Linked DNA regions of Sus scrofa: region 2 is linked to region 1. Evidence: chromatin contacts called from public HiChIP or PLAC-seq data. All regions are on one chromosome and are shown on one strand. Each heading gives the region's core, a stretch centred on a gene start, on an enhancer-like site or on the middle of the called end of the contact. The rest is flanking DNA. Distances are from core to core; before and after follow the strand shown. Region 1 holds the start of LRP11 (low-density lipoprotein receptor-related protein 11). Region 2 overlaps LRP11 (low-density lipoprotein receptor-related protein 11).

Region 1 (2,825 bases), core at 184-2,683:
GCTAAGAAATAAGGGTGTACTATGCATAATCTGGCTTCTAATTAGATTTTGTTCTTGCACTTGCTTGAAACAAACCATGACTTATAAGAACCCGAGACTAAAATACCCCCCCCGCCCCCGCCTTCAATTCCTTTAAATCCAGTTTCTGTGAATCCTCTCAGATTAGCTTTCCTCCTTAAGCTTAGAAGAATTCCTCAAGCAGCCCACCGTGCCTACTTCTGCTCAATTTACTGGGATTTCTCAAAAACCACCCCGAGGACTGAGAAATCAAAGCCACTCTTCTGGATACCCGCAATTAAGTGTGTTTATTTGGATGGAGGGTGTTGCATTTCTGACTCGGTTGAGGAGGGTCCGGCGGTCCTGCCTGGGCGGGTCTCCCAAGTGCAGCCACCAACAGGTGCAAGAACGCGACAGCAGGACCCAAGTGACCCCAGCCTCCGGTGGCGTGCTTACCCAGCCGAGCGGAAGCCCGGGCGGTGGCCGGGGCGCCAGCTTCCAGGCCTTCCTGCTCATCTTCTGAGCCGCGGCTGAGGCTGTAACTGCTGTAGCCGCGGTGCAGCGCGAACTTGCAGACGTTTCGGCCGCGCGCCGTGCAGTTGAAGAGGTAGCAGCCGAGCGCGGCGGCCGGGGACGCGGGCCGCCGGGACAGCTCCACCACCGCCACGGAACAGCGCGGCTCGAGGCAGCAGGCGGCCAGGCACTGCCGCCAGTCCCGCACGGCCGCCGGCGCCCTCAGAAAGCTGGCGCCGGCGGCGATGGAGTCCTTGGTGCGGATGATGGCGTCGGGCATGGCACTGTAGCCGCCGCCGCCCGGGCCCGGGCAGCCTTCCTGGGGGCCGCCGCCCGCGCGCAGCTCCAGCTCCAGCTCCTCCTGCGGTCGTTCTTGCTGCAGCTGCCGGCGGAACTCCTCCAGCAGCTGCTCCACTCCCGAGAGCTGCGCATGCAGCTCGGAGAGCGGCGCGGAGGGCGATGCTGCCGCGCGGCCGCTGGGCAGCCACAAGCACAGCAGCAGCAGTCCGTGCAGTGCCGGGCGCCGCGGAGGCCGCTTGCGCCCCGAACCCGTGCTCTCCCGGGTGGCAGAGGCCATGGCGGCCGGTGGCGGAGGAAGCGAGCCGAGGAGGGGCCGCAGAGCGCGAGGGAGCCGGGCGAGCTCGGGGCTGCGGCCTTCCTGCGAGGTCGCGGCGGGCGCTAGGCCCCGGCGCCTCAGAGCGCAGCCTCCCCGGGGCCCCGCTGCGCCCCCGAGGTTGCGGGAGCGCGGTCGCCCGCGGGCACGGCAGCAGCGAGAGGCATAGCCGGCTCGGCCCTATACCGCTCTGCGTCCTTTCCGGGGGTTTCTGGGGCGCCGGCGCCTCTCCGCCGCCGGTCAGGGCGCCCTCGGTGAAGATCAGCACCGGGGAGGTGAACAGTGGCCGTGGGGGCGGGGCGTGCCAAGCCCCGCCCAGGCCCGCCCCTCCCGCCCCCTTCCTTTGCTCGCGTGGACTCCGCCCACACCCGGAGGTTTCCCTGGGTTTAAGCGAAAGTAACTCCGCAGCAGAGCGCCCCCGGAAAGGGACTTTGTGCCTGTGGCCCTCTGAATCTGGGCGGGGTTCATGTCTAAGAACCCTGGGCTTTATTAACTAGCCAGAGATGCTCAGTTGCCGGCTCAGAGGGGTACGGGCACTTGGGGTGAAAGGAAGGGGGGTGTCCACACATCCTTGTGACCTCAGAGCCCGCTCCAGCGACTGGGGAACCATCAGGCACTCTCTTCGGTCCTTCACTCTGATTGTCTCCTCCACCTTATGTCCCCAGGCCTAATTGTGGAACAGATGGCGGGCGGTGCTGTGGAAAAATACGCAAATAGCCGTCACATTCCCTGTGGAAATCTGAACACAGTCAATTAGAGGACATGATGACGTCACTCACTGCGTGTGCAGAGGCCTTCAGCTGAGGTCTTGTAAGATCTAGAGAAATGGTGTTTTCTGTGACTTAATAAAACGTATGAAAAGACGTCTGAAAACCTCCCACCCAGGGAAGGCTTACACCTGGGAGTTCTAGCTGCCTGTGATCTTTATTTCTGAGTCCATTTCTTTTTTCTTTTTCTCTTTAGGGCCGCACCTGTTAGCATATGGAAGTTCCAGGGCTAGGGGTTGAATTGGAGCTGCAGCTTCCAGCCTATGCCCCAGCCCCAGCCCCAGCCACACCACCACCAGATCCCAGCCGATTTGTGACCTACTTGGCAGCATTCAGCATCCATGGATCCTTAACACACTGAGGGAGACCCCTGATCCACCTGGCAATCCTCGTGCATACTAGCTGGGTTCTTAACCCTCTGAGTTCCTTTCTATTGACTCATTTTTCTCTTGATAATGAATCACATTTTCTTTTTAGCACACCCAGAAATTTTTTATTAGAAACTTGAACGTTGTGAATGGTACATCATTAAATGTATTTTCTAGGAAGCTAAAAATAAATAGCTGGGTAGGAAAACAGCAGTCTCTGCCATAATTTTTATTTTCACAGCTGACATTTAGGAGCCCATTGCTTTCAGTCCAGAACAGAGTAGGAGGCGAAATTAGATAAAGTGAAAGTAAAAATAGAAAAAAAGAAAAGAGAAAAAAATAAACCTAGTAGTTCTTGTGAGGGAGAAATTAAAAATTTTTTTTGTGTATGTGCGGGGGTGTATTTGAGTGCTTTTGAGGCTGAAAAAAAAAAAAAAAAAAAAAAAAAGGATCTCTTAGCCCTGAAGGCTATGTCTGGGGAGCAGCACTTGGGCTTCAGTTTCTTGCATCTCTGAGGTGTTTACCCCACTTGAATTCAGTAACTTTCAGATGTCCTGGAAGTCATGT
Region 2 (2,858 bases), core at 350-2,849, 35 kb before region 1:
TCCTGAGAAAGAAGAGAACACAGGAGCCCGCAGTTATGACTGAGAACTTGGGTCCCCAGAGGAGAATCTGCTTCAGTCACAGGGAAGGAGTTGGGAGGAAAAGTAAAGGGAAACGCTGTGAACAGCAGCAGAATGCAGCCTCTGCTCACGTTTCTTAAATTCATGACATGAAAATCCTAAGTATCTCAAGGCTTTACTTATTCCTGGGTAGTTTTGGAGATAGATTCATATTGGTAAATTAGCCATCTATTTCTGGATTAGTGGTCTTCAAACTTATGGACTAAACATATCTTCAATCTTTAAATCATAGGCTTGGACCCCTGTATGAACATGTTATCCATGTTATGAAAGAGACTGAACATTTAAAGAAGGTTAAAAATAAAAATACAAGTTCTGGGGAGTTCCCATTGTGGCTAAGCAGGTTAAGAACCTGACTAGTGTCCATAAGGATGTGAGTTTGATCCCTGGCCTTGCTCAGTGGGTTAAGGATCCAGCGTTGCTGCAAGCTTCAGTGCATGTTGAAGATGAGACTGGATCCGGCGTTGCTGTGGCTGTAGGCCAGCAGCTATAGCTCTGATTTGACTGCCAGCTCAGGAACTTCCATATGCTGCAGGTGCAGCCTTAAAAAAAAAAAGAAAAGTTCTGGTGCCTTCTTTTCCATCCTAAAAATGTCCTGACCATCTGTGGGGGATCCTATTTGGAGACCATTTATCTGGATCATCTTAGAAGTGTTTGTTGCCTTGCTCTCTAAATGGATTATTTTTTGCAGAGCTTGAAAACACGCACTCTCTTTATCTACAACTGAACCATGTTATTGCAGAAGCAGGAGTATGTGTGTGCCTTTTACCCCAGAAGATGCCACCCTTGGTTACCATGAAAGCTCCTCATTAACTGCAAAACCCAGGTATGTAATAGAGGGGACAGAAACACCTCTTGTTTTCGGTGTCTCTGTGTTATATTAACTTTAATTCTTATGTTATTCCAATTGAACTAGTGAGTGATTCCAGACAGCAGTTAATACTACAGCATTCTTTTAATTTTCAATATAAAGCTATGTATGTAAAACCTCTACCCAAGTGGCCTTTCAATAATCAAAGATGAGTCACATCACTCTGGGGCTTCAAACACACTTTACCATCATCCTGAGAAAGGCCAGAAATGTACAAATAGCGACTTGCCTTGGGAGTCCCAGAAAACTGGCCTGAGAACAAAAGCCAGAACAATAAGTGGCTGGTGAGGTGTCAGCCCTCTGCCTCCATCAGCTAAGGCCCTTTCTCCCTCTTGGTGTCTTGGTCATACAGAGGCCACCCTTTTCTAATTTCCGTAGGGGCGACAGCTTCCCAGGAGCACATCCTCCCAGTAGCAGCACTTGACCTGGGCCCAGAGCCCGGAGCCCTGCTCCCAGGAGGACAGCTCTCTGGGCCCCGCCGACCTCTGCTGGTGACTATCCCAGTTGGAGCTGATGCTGTGTTTCCAGCAGCCTGGAGCATGGCCAACATTCCAAGGTACTTTTTGAGCAACTGTCTGGCTCTTCTGTGAAGTTGCAGTAAATCAACAGACAGGGCCTGTTGGCATGTGCGCTGGGCTGGACGGCTGGCTTGCTCACCATCACTGACTCACAGTGCCCCGGGGGGCCAGAGTCTGGGGTCACTGCTCTTTCCTTAGAGGAAGCTTACACCCTGGCTGGCCAGGGAAACGGCCAACCTCAATTTTTTTTTTTTTTTTTCCTTTTAGGGCCACACCTGCAGCATATGGAAGTTCCCAGGCTAAGGGTCCAATGTGGGATCTGAGCCTCATCTGTGACTTACACCACAGTTCACGGCAACACTGGATCCTTAACCGACTGACTGACACTAGTCAGATTTGGTTCTGCTGCACCATGATGGGAACTCCCACATTCCAAACTTTTTATCCTCATTGTCCTGACTGCTGGCTTGATTACCATCCAAATACTGAGGAACAAAGATGTAGGAGGCAGGGGCAAGGTCTGTGGAGCCCACTTCATGCACAGTTCCTGCAAACGCTGAGAAAGTATCCGCTGACGGAGGGGCAGGACCCCACACAGACATCCTCCCAGCACTTCTCCAGGGTGAGCTCAGTATCTTTAGTGCTGCCAAGTTCTATATAAGTTTTTTTTTTAACTTGATGAATTAATCTTAGAAATGTAGATGTTTGGAAAAGTAAGACACTGAGAAATGAGATAAATGAGTTTACATTGTACAGCAGAATATAAGAAAAATATATGTTGAGCTATGTTATCAACCTGTGTATCTTTGTAGAGTATCTATGAAGGTTTTTTTTTTTTTTTTTTTTTTTTATGTCTGACCTTGTGGGATGTGGAAGTTCCCAGGCCAGGGACTGAATCTGAGCTGCAGCTGCATCAACACTGGATCCTCTAACCCAGTGTGCTGGGCGGGGGATTGAACCTTTGTCTCTGCCATGACCTGAGCTGCTACAGCTGGATTCTTAGCCCATTGCACTATAGCAGGAACCCCTCCAAGAAAAATTTTAAATAGTCCTTTTAAATCGACACATGTGCTTCCTATATTTTAATGTGGCTTAAATGTACTATTTAGATGCAGTCTGTGAACAGACATATCAAAAAGATCACCCTCTTTTAAACAAGACTCTCTCCTGGAAAAGCCAGATGATTGTCTCTTACGAAATGGAGTCAAGGAGAGACGGAGCATCTGCGGGGTCCCGAGGCTCAGAATCTAGTCTCATCCCCTGGGGGCGAGGGAGGGTCCCCTATCCTGACTTGGCAGTGTCACTTCGCCCCAAATCTAATGCAGCCTATTTTTGTCATATTTTTGGTGAAGACTTTCTCATTCAACAATGGCCAAAGATAAAATGGAAGA

The links. HiChIP or PLAC-seq counts read pairs in DNA pulled down with a chosen protein or histone mark.
Region 2: a contact with region 1 is called in an H3K27ac HiChIP or PLAC-seq map of skeletal muscle. The contact joins the enhancer-like site here to the promoter of LRP11 in region 1. A contact is called at or near these places in 6 of 47 Hi-C or Micro-C datasets (alveolar macrophages, fetal heart ventricle, liver and 3 more) and 1 of 2 datasets of contacts at active chromatin or transcription factors (skeletal muscle).

What each region holds. Positions count from the first base shown.
Region 1 is chr1:16,137,835-16,140,659 of Sscrofa11.1, reverse strand. LRP11 (low-density lipoprotein receptor-related protein 11) reads right to left here and starts at 1,433. Exons shown (of 7, transcript XM_001928988.5): 1 at 454-1,433. The coding sequence starts at 1,087.
Region 2 is chr1:16,173,017-16,175,874 of Sscrofa11.1, reverse strand. The region is part of intron 3 of LRP11 (low-density lipoprotein receptor-related protein 11); the gene reads right to left. Among named protein-coding and RNA genes, the nearest start is that of LRP11, 35 kb to the right of the region's middle. Within about 2 kb of position 1,599, at least 15 of the 83 cell types and tissues checked have an H3K27ac peak or open chromatin away from gene starts, as enhancers often do. A contact at or near this core is called in skeletal muscle, where this site is marked.